Linked DNA regions of Pan troglodytes: region 1 is linked to region 2. A link is a contact called in public HiChIP or PLAC-seq data. All regions are on one chromosome and are shown on one strand. Each heading gives the region's core, a stretch centred on a gene start, on an enhancer-like site or on the middle of the called end of the contact. The rest is flanking DNA. Distances are from core to core; before and after follow the strand shown.

Region 1 (4,980 bases), core at 2,110-4,609, 400 kb before region 2:
GGTAGAGTGTGAGAGGGCAAGAGTATTGGCTATAATTTACAGACTAATCAGGGGAATTTAAACTATATGCTTCAGTTACAAATCTTCACGCTGTCTCCTTTAAAGGGAAGCTGGCAGACATTTCTGCTTTGGAGAAAAGAGGAAGGAAATGCACTGTGCTCAGAGCCAAAATGCACAGTTTGTTCCACACACACAGGCTCTGTTCTCATTGGATCATATTTCTAGCTTCTTAAATTGTTTTATTTGGCCTATTAACTTGAAAGGCAGGTGAGTATGGTCTTCAAAATGTAGCCTTGCTCCTGAGCAGCAGCACTTCAGTATACACTTGGCTTTGGAATGATCTACGCTCCACCCCAATTTGTTTTCTTCATTTTAAAAACTAATCTGAGGCTCTAGTGGGGACCAACGTATACTTGGATATTCCCCAGCCATTAGGCATTGGAAATTTATCAAGGAAAGCTGACACCGCTCATTTGTTTCTGTGTTAGCTGTATGAGATTTTTATATGGGATTTTAAAATACAGTTTATTGCTCTTCTTCCTACCTCTCTTATTAGCCGGTGGCCACCCCCATCTTTTAACTTTATTCAGGCTAATTTTACCTTATCCTTCAGGTCACAACATAACGGTAACTTCCTTAAAAAAGAATTTCCCTAAATCCAGACACAGTGGCTCACACCTGTAATCCCAGCATTTTGGGAGCCTGAGGCAGGAGAATCATTTGAGCCCAGGAGTTTGAGACCAGCCTGAACAACACAGCAAGACCCCAGCTTTATAAAAAATTTAAAAACTAGCCGGGCATAAGGCCAGGCAAGGTGGCTCACTCCTGTAATCCCAGCAGTTTGGGAGGCCAAGGTGGGCGGATTGCTTGAGCTCAGGAGTTTGAGATCAGCCTGGGCAACATGGTGAAACCCCATCTCCACAAAAGACACAAAAAAATGCCTGTGGTCCCAGCTACTTGGGAGGCTGAGGTGGAAGGATGGCTTGCGCCCGGGAGGTGGAGGTTGCAGTCAGCTGAGATTGTGCCACTGTACCTCAGCCTAGGTGATACAGCCAGACCCTGTCTCAAAAAAAAAAAAAAAAAAAAAAATTAGCCAGGCATGGTGGTGTACACCTGTAGTCCCAGCTATTTGCGAGGCTGGGGCAAGAGGATCATTTGGGCCCAGGAGTTTGAAGCTGCAGTAAGCTATGATCATGCCTCTGCACTGCAGCCTAGACGACAGAGTGAGACCCTGTCTCAAAAGAAAAAAGAAAAGAAAGACTTTCCTTAAAATGTAGACTAAGTTAAATTCCTGTTTATACTCCTTTAATCTCTTCCCATTGCTCTCCTTGGGAATGATGATCACGATTTCAGTACTTGTGTAATTCCCTGTTTAACAGCTATCTCCCTCAGTAGACGGTAAGCTCCGTGAGGGCAGGGGCCATGTCTGTCTTGCTCAGGTCTTTATCTCTGTGCCTGGTCATGTCAGTCACAGACAGTATCACTTGATAATATTCACCCAATTAATAAATATATTTAGTCTCCAAATGACTAACTAGCAAAGTCTTCAGAAGGATACGTAGGGTGGTGGGTGCTGTGATTGTGAAACTTGCCCAGATCCCTCTCAGGAACAGAAGACTGGGTTCTGTCCCCTTCCTGATGTTAGGAGTGCTGCCAGTAGACACCCTCAACCGTCAGAGTTCCTCTGGGGAATGCCTCCATGAAAGAAATGGACAGCTCCAAAATCATGATAGTTGGTATTCAATGACTAATCAGTGTTGGGTTTTAAGGCCCAGCCCCTCATACCAACTCAAGACACCTTTACAAGGCCATCCCAACTCCAGAGCGCCCCTTGGGAGCCTTTACTGGGATGGCATCACAGATCAACTTCTTCCTCCGCTCTGCTTCCTCCACCTCCCCTTCACAGACGTTTATTCCAAGAGCACTCCCTAATCAATGCCTTATACCTTAATCTCGACCTCAGCGTTTACTGCCAGGGTAACCCAGCCTGTGACGAGTACCACAAAAATGTTTACAAACTGGATATCATATTTTGTCCTACTCCATAGACGCCTAAACGGTAAAGATCAGTTATTTATCCTTGCATCCTTACAACGAATAGAAGGTGTCTTTCATATAGTGGACATCAGAAACACATCAAAGGAAATATTCTCCCTAAACTTAGTCTAGATTGAGCTAAATTCTTCTGATTCAAAGTGTGGTCCTGTTGAAAGGGGCACCAGCATCCCCTGTGCATTTTGTCCGAAATACAAAATCTCAAGACCCAACCTGAATTAGAACTACTGAATCCAAATCTGCATTTTATCAAGATCCCCAGATGGTTCACATGTATGTTGAAGTTTGAGAAGTACTGAGCTAAGGGATTTATTAATACAAGTAAAATGATCTGGCTGATAATACCTCTAGTTTATATAGTGTCTTTATAAGGATTTTCCCTCTTTAAAAATTTTCCTTAACACTAGTAATCATGCAGTCTTTCACTCAACAAATACTAATTGAGTGCCAAGTAAAGATGTCAGCTCTACGGAGCTTACATTTTAGAAGGAGAAGAAAACAAATATCAAGGTGTATATTATAGTGTACAGCAGGGTGAAAAGTGCCATGAAAAAACAGTAGAGCGGGGTAAGGAGGAGGAGAAGGTGTGTTGCAATTTAAAATTTTTACAAAAGGTCATGATACTCAGAGAATTGAAACAGGTGAGATCATTAGACATTCGCATGTTTGAGCACAAGCGCTGAAGGACTTAGCAACGTGGCTGCAGTGGAATAGGAGAGATGCAAAATAACAGACAAACCCAGAGAGGTAAGAGAGCAGACCTCTTCATGAGAGGCTGCCTAATAAACTGATTTGACACTCAATTGCTGAGAAGGTAATGCAAATAGTTTTTTTCTCCAAGAACAAAGTAGTTCTTGGTCAAGCCGATTTGATTTGGGCTGTGGGAATCTGCACAAACCATTTCACTAGCTAAGTCTCAGGTTCCTCAAATGAAAAAGCAGGGACTGGAAATGGCTTTTGAAGTCTCATTCTCTTCTAAAAATGTCAGGCTCCAAGACACCCAGGTGAAGTCCAAGAGTTAGTAAAATAAGGATTGTGGCTCGGCTGTGGCCTAATGCAAACTTGCACAACCCCAGGAAACCGAAAAAACTGGAAGAAGAATTGCGGAATGGGGTGCCAGGTTGAAAGACCTTAACCTTTGCACTCAAATTCCTCCCACACCCAGAAGTCCAGGTCCCGACCGCACGACGCCGTGCTCACCGCTGGGTGCTGCGCCTGAGTCCGCCTCCTGCGGCTTCCCGGACTTGACCCCGCCCACGCCCTGGTCCCGCCTCCTGCCGACGCCGGCACAGACCCCGGTGACGGAAGTGACGTAAGGCCGAGGCTGGAGGGCCGCGCTGGGCTGGGCCCACAGGCGCTCGGGGTTGGACCCAGCGACCGTCGGCAGCAGCATGGCTCTCCTCTTTCTCCTACCCCTTGTCATGCAGGGTGTGAGCAGGGCTGAGATGGGCACCGCGGATCTGGGGCCGTCCTCAGGTACCGTCGCTCGCGGCAGGGCTGCGGCCGGGTCGGGACGAGAGGGAGGGAGGGGTCCGCCCCAGCCGGGAAGCCCCGCCCCGCTTCTCCGCGGTCGCCCTAGCCCGGGACCCCTTTGTCGGGCCCTGAGCGGGCGACGGGGACGCGAGGTGGGGTCGCGAGACTGGGGCTCCGTGGTTTGCACTCGTCGGTTGCCTTTCTCCTGCCTCTTCCCTGGTTGCCGCCACAACAAATCACGCCGCTTGTTTTTCCGACTCTTGTAATCCACTTTTAAATACGATTATGCGCTGCAGAAGGACGTTGCCGGTCAATGTGGGACAGCGTGGTCTCAAAGATTATAATATCGTCTTCTTACTGTACCTTTTTTTATGGTTAGATACGCAGATACTCACTAGTATGCTACGGTTGCCTGTAGTGTTCAGTGCAGTGACAGGCTGTACAGATTCATGACCTAAGAGCAGTAGGCTGTGTCATCTGGGTTTGTCTGGGTTTCTACTGCCCGAAGAAATTGCCTAAGGGGACATTTCTCCATTTCTCAGAACGGATCTCCATCGTTAAGTGACGCATGACTGTGAGTGTCCTGATCAGCATGTGGCATCGTGGTCTCAGTTCGTGGCTTAAATACTTCTTTCTTAGCGGGGGTGGGGGGGGACTCAAAGTGCTTAGGGTAGGAAAGTATGCATTATGTCGCCAGCTGAGAAGTAAGTGGCAGCTGAGAAGTAAGTGGCAGTCCGTCTTAGGTCTCAGTCTGGAAGTGGTGGATTGCCGGCACTCACTAGCAGATTTGGCAGTAGGTCTCTTCGTGCGGGTTTGTTCTTCGGAGCATTTTATTTCCACCTGCTTATTGACATTTCCTAGAAAACAAATGTTGAGGGTGGCTTTTCTGAAGTGCAGAGTAATTGTGATTACGAGCTCCAGAGAAAAGAGTAAACCTTTTCAATTCAGTTTTCTTTTTTTTATTATGATTTATGATTCATACGGACTTTGAAAGGTCCACGTTTTGGTTCTGTGTTCACAACAATCTTCTAGAGCAGGCGTTATTTGTCTCTGTCTTTATGGACGAGAAATTGAGTTACGGAGAGGCCTGCCCAACTGGCAGAGAGGTCATAGCCACTCAGTGGGGAGCTGCTCAATTTGGCTCCAGAGTCCAAGTTCTTAACTGCTTTGCCAGGCTGTAGTCAGTCATCCACATGGGCAGCTGCAGTACTTTGCGGTAAGAGCTTGCACTTAGGCACAGACTAGTGGAAAGCAAGGCGGGGTGCTTGTCTCTTTTAGGGAAGTCAGTGAAGACTTCACAAAGGTGACCCCAGTGTTGGAACCAGAGGTGCAGAGACTGAGGTGCAGAGGTGTGATAGCATGTTGAATTCGTGGAATATTAAGCGTTCTATTGTAAAGTGTGTGTGAGAGCTTACAAGGGGAGATAGGTTAGGTGGAGAAGTAGGAACCAAA
Region 2 (4,801 bases), core at 1,475-3,974:
AATATATACCTTTAATAATTTCAGCCCCCTTACCTTCTAAAAAGCCTTAGCCCAGCTTCATCTGGATCCAATATTAGTAGGGTTCCACAGCCTAAAGAGAAAAAAATCAAGGTCATCCCTTTGAACCTGCCAGGGTAACATCAAAAGTCAAGGAGTTATCAAGTAATTGGTACCTGATTTTAATACCACAAATTTTTCCCCAAAGTTTTTGGGACCTTGAATACCAAATGGTCAGGTGATCAATTTCTCCCTAAGTTTTTGGGACATGAATACCAAATGTGTTCTCTATTTCCGTTTTTCCATATTGTACTTCAGTTACTAAATATTCAACTTCCCATTGCACCTATGATTGGAATTCAGACATGGACCTAACAGGGGGGTGAAATACTTAAGGGCCTACTCTGTAGCCAGACAAGGCACCAGAGACACAAACCTTCCAAGTTGGTGTTATCATTCCTACTGACAGATGAGAAACCTCTGGCTTACAGACCCCAGGGACTGCACTCCTCACCAGTAAATCTAAAATACATCTCACACAGGATTTTAAAGCAAAATATGAATGCGGAGATACCTAGTGGGATTTACCACATAACTGGTGGTAATAAAGTGCTGAAAACAGTATTAATATGTTACCTGTCAAAGATTAATTATTTTACCAAAGGGCCATTGTATTTTAAAAGTTATGTTTACTTTTTATAGAGACCAAGGGGGAAAATCTCTTCTATTTAAACATGACTGAATTTTTTTTTTTAAATACCAATTCCCTTTAAAGAGTTTTTGCATAAGATTTTAAGTAGCATTACAGGCGAGTCACAGTGGCTCACGTCTGTAATCCCAGCACTTTGGGAGGCCAAGGCAGGAAGATCGCTTGCACCCAGCTCCGGACCAGCCTGGGCAACATAGTGATACCCTGTCTCTACAAAAATAAAAAATCAAAAATTAGCCAGGTGTGATGGTACATGCCTGTGGTCCCAGCTACTGGTGAGGTTGAGACAGGAGGATCATATGAGCCCAGGAGGTTGAGGCTACGGTGAGCCGTGATTGCACCACTCTACTCAACCTAGGCAACAGGGTGAGACCCTGTCTCTAAAGAGAAAAAGAAAAAAGAAAAAAAGGAAACTACTACCATTATAGACTCATGAGTCTTCAATCTAACTGGTGGGCCATGTAAATCTGAATGTGCAAGCACTAAGAGCTAATAATGAAAATAAATCAAGTATTTCTCTGAGTTTTAGAAGTAACATTTTTTTCTGCTGTAGGACAAAACAAAAAAATACAATAGATCACTGACATTATGAAATAAGTTTTTGCATCTCGCTTCAGTGCGTATAATACCTAGGACATGAATTAAGGCAAAAGCGAGAATGAACCCACGCCTTTTCATCTAGTCCACGGACTAGATGGACTCTTTTTTGAGAAGGAGTTTTGCTCTTGTTGCCCAGGCTGGAGTGCAATGGCACGATCTCGGCTCACCGCAACCTCCGCCTCCTGGGTTCAAACTATTCTCTTACCTCAGCCTCCCGAGTAGCTGGGATTACAGGCATGCGCCACCACGCCCGGCTAATTTTGTATTTTCAGTAGAGACGGGGTTTCTCCATGTTGGTCAGGCTGGTCTGGAACTCCCGAACTCAAGTGATCCGCCCACCTCGGCCTCCCAAAGTGCTGGGATTACAGACGTGACCCACCGCACCGCGCTTGGCCTTTTTTCTTTTTAAGACGGGGTCTCAGTCTGTCACCCAGGCTGGAGTGGAGTGATGTGATCTCAGCTCACTGGGCTGGGGCAGAGTGATGTGATCTCAGCTCATTGTAGCCTCAACATGCCGGGCTCAAGCGATCCTCCCGCCTCAGCCTCCTGAGCAGCTTTAACCACACGCTGAGCCAATGCGCGCGACGGGAGACAATTAACTGGAGTCTGTAACACCTACTTGCGAATGTGTGCATTCCTCGTTAGACAACTACAGGTAAGAACTGAACTTGATATATTTCATGGTGTCACCCGTGGGACTCCAGGCGTCCATTCAGGAGCATCGTCCTTAGGAAGGCCAGCCCGCAGGTCGCGGCTCAGTGCTCGAATGCAGACTGGGAATTGTGGACCAACTCGCGAGCCCTGGGTCGGTTCTGGCTCAGACCGTCTTCCCCGTACTGCTGTGCCGAGCGGACCGATCCAAGGGACCGCGCAGGCTCCCCCGGCTCTCCCTACGGGGACGTGTGCCTGGGCGTGTGACACGTGGCGGAGGCAGCGCGGTCTCAAGGAACAAGGACATGGGCTACTATGCTACACGTATATGCACTTGCACACAACTGGAAGATCGACTCCTGCTTCAGACCAACTCCTCGCGCTCGGCAAAGAAGGGAGAGGCGCCGACCAGCGCCTCTTCTGCCCCCTGGCGTGGACCCGCGGAACCGTCTACGCTCAGAGGGGCTTTCCCTCGAGCGCGAGGAACTGGAGCCCGGCTGGCCCCCGCCTCCGCCTCCGCCTCCGCCCCCCGGCCCCAGCTGCGCTGCGCCGCTCACCCGCGATGCCGTAGTGCTGCGCGGTGGCGCAGGCCAGGCGGCCCGGCAGGTACGGGGAGAACTCGGCGGCGTAGCCGTGGCGTCCCCGCGTCCGCAGCGTCCGCGCCGCTCCACCGCACACCGCACTCATCCCGCCCGCCGCCCCCGGCCCTCGCTGCCCCGGCCGCGGAAGCCGTTCCGAGTCGGAGGCACACTGCCGCGGTTAGAGAGACCAGGAAGACCGGACGGAAGTGTGGGCCCCGTGCCCTGTGTTTGAGATTCTGATTGGTCCGCACAGGAAAGGGCATTGACTCCGACGGAGACCATTTTTGTTTTGGGTGAAACCAAACTGAATTGCGCCTGCTGCAAAGATACAGATCTATCAGGGGAGTGATCCAGGGTTAGGTATTATTAATAATTACGACAGCTTTTGTCGTTGCATCTCAACCTCCTCTGCGGTGCTATCTGGTTTTTATTTCATTGAGCGTTTGGAAGACTGGCATCAGGAACTTTTCCTGATGATTATAAAGTGAGAAAAGTTACAGCCGACTCTGAAACCACGCAGCGCGTCCAAAATTGCGTGCTGCGTTGCCCAAGGAAACTGGAAGCAATGATAACTTAAGTCCGTGGAGTCACTGCGGTCTTTAGGAATAAGAGCGTGGGCTGGTGGGCTACTTTCACACTGTAACTGGAAAAGATGAAACACCAACTCCAAACCAACTCCCCATGCTTGGTAAGTGAGAAAAAGGAGCTGGCCAGTTCTAATGAAGCTAAGCAAAAAAGCAGCACATCATCATAAACAACTTTTTAAAAAAGTATTACTATACATGTATATATTGTATGGTAATAAGTGCTCAGATGCTGGTGCTCATTCATTCATTTATTGCCAGGCATATACTATGTGGAGAATGACCAAATATAATTTACCTGCCAAACCAAGATACTTTTGAGAGTAAAGAGGGTGTAATTATTAAGCCAGGTCAACAGGCACAAACCAAGTCGTATGATCATCTTAACCATATACCAAGAATAGTACTAGGCATTTGGGATTCAAAATAATGGGATATGGTCCATGGCCTCAAGAGATGAGAGAAGAAGACTAAAAGAGAAGTCATGTAATTAGTTAAGTGTAATCAAAATACTGTAGAGGCTATGATAAATATATATGGGGTATTTTTAAAAGGTGATTGTCCGTGCCAGAGGTATGGAAATTTCAGGAAAGGCTGCAGAAGAGAGAGAAGTCTTTATGGTGATTGCACACAGATGAGTAGGTTTTCTTTAGGTAGACAAGAAGATGGAGATCTTTGTAGGAGCAGGAATAACATGAGCAACCCAGGAGATTTAAACCAGCATGATCCATAGGGGGTCGTGGCTGCCAGGACTCAGCCTGGCCAGATGGAAGGGATACGGTGAAAAAAATATTGGGTGGGGAGACTGTGGAGTGTTTTACTGGGGCTAGATCATGAAGAGTCTTATATACCATACTAAGAGAATTGGATTTCTACTGTAAACAATGAAAAACAGTGGAAGTTTTCTAATGTGAGAAATTAAATGACCAAGGTTTTATTTTAAAAAGTCCTGCAACACTAATATGGAGGATAGAGTTTGGAGATGGGGAGGCCAGTTAAAAGACTTTTTCAGGCCGGGCGCGGTGGTTCACACCTGTAATCCCAGCACACTAGGAGGCCGAGGCAGGCGGATCACTTGAGGATCCAGACCAGTGTGGCCTCTATTATTTTGGATTTTTATCATATGTAGTCACTGGAATGTATGCTGCATGAGGGCAGAAATTTTTGCTTGTTATGTTCGCTGTTGTATCCCAAGGACCTGGTATTTAAGCACTCAGGAAATGTTGAGTGAATGCAGCCTAATACAATGCCTAAATGATCAGTGTGTTTTTCGTAATACTACAAAAAGTAACCTGGAAACATTCTGGAGTTTATTGAAATGCTAAACAGGTGTTAATAAAATATCAAAGTAAGCAAACATGAAGCAGCTGGGACCTTGGCAAAGAGTTGTATATAAAGAGTTATCCAATCTAAGCTAAAAATAGTGTGGTATCTCTGGGAGGGACAAAGGCTGGTTCCAGCTGGGGTAAACTATTTACAGTGACCTTGGACATACACACACACACAAACTGAGCTATTACCTGCTCCTTACCTAACCATACATGATTATAGCATTGTAAAATATTTCATCCCACCTGTGAAGCTTTCTAAAATATAAACAACTAAACATATAAAAAATAAACCATACTCTTACACTAGATTTTGAGCATCTCGAAGTAATGTCCAAGTCTAATTTGTTT

The links. HiChIP or PLAC-seq counts read pairs in DNA pulled down with a chosen protein or histone mark.
Region 1: a contact with region 2 is called in an H3K4me3 HiChIP or PLAC-seq map of stem cell-derived excitatory neurons, with 6 times the contacts expected there. The contact joins the promoter of IFNGR1 here to the promoter of PEX7 in region 2.

The regions. Positions count from the first base shown.
Region 1 is chr5:149,067,025-149,072,004 of NHGRI_mPanTro3-v2.0_pri, reverse strand. It overlaps IFNGR1 (interferon gamma receptor 1), which reads left to right and starts at 3,359. Exons shown (of 7, transcript XM_001171570.7): 1 at 3,359-3,531. The coding sequence starts at 3,447. It overlaps LOC134810376 (a long non-coding RNA gene), which reads right to left and starts at 3,345. Exons shown (of 3, transcript XR_010158206.1): 1 at 3,256-3,345.
Region 2 is chr5:148,669,147-148,673,947 of NHGRI_mPanTro3-v2.0_pri, reverse strand. PEX7 (peroxisomal biogenesis factor 7) reads right to left here and starts at 2,724. Exons shown (of 10, transcript XM_518763.9): 1 at 2,515-2,724; 2 at 34-91. The coding sequence starts at 2,644. MAP3K5 (mitogen-activated protein kinase kinase kinase 5) reads left to right here and starts at 2,535. Exons shown (of 30, transcript XM_054686344.2): 1 at 2,535-3,226. The coding sequence starts at 3,220.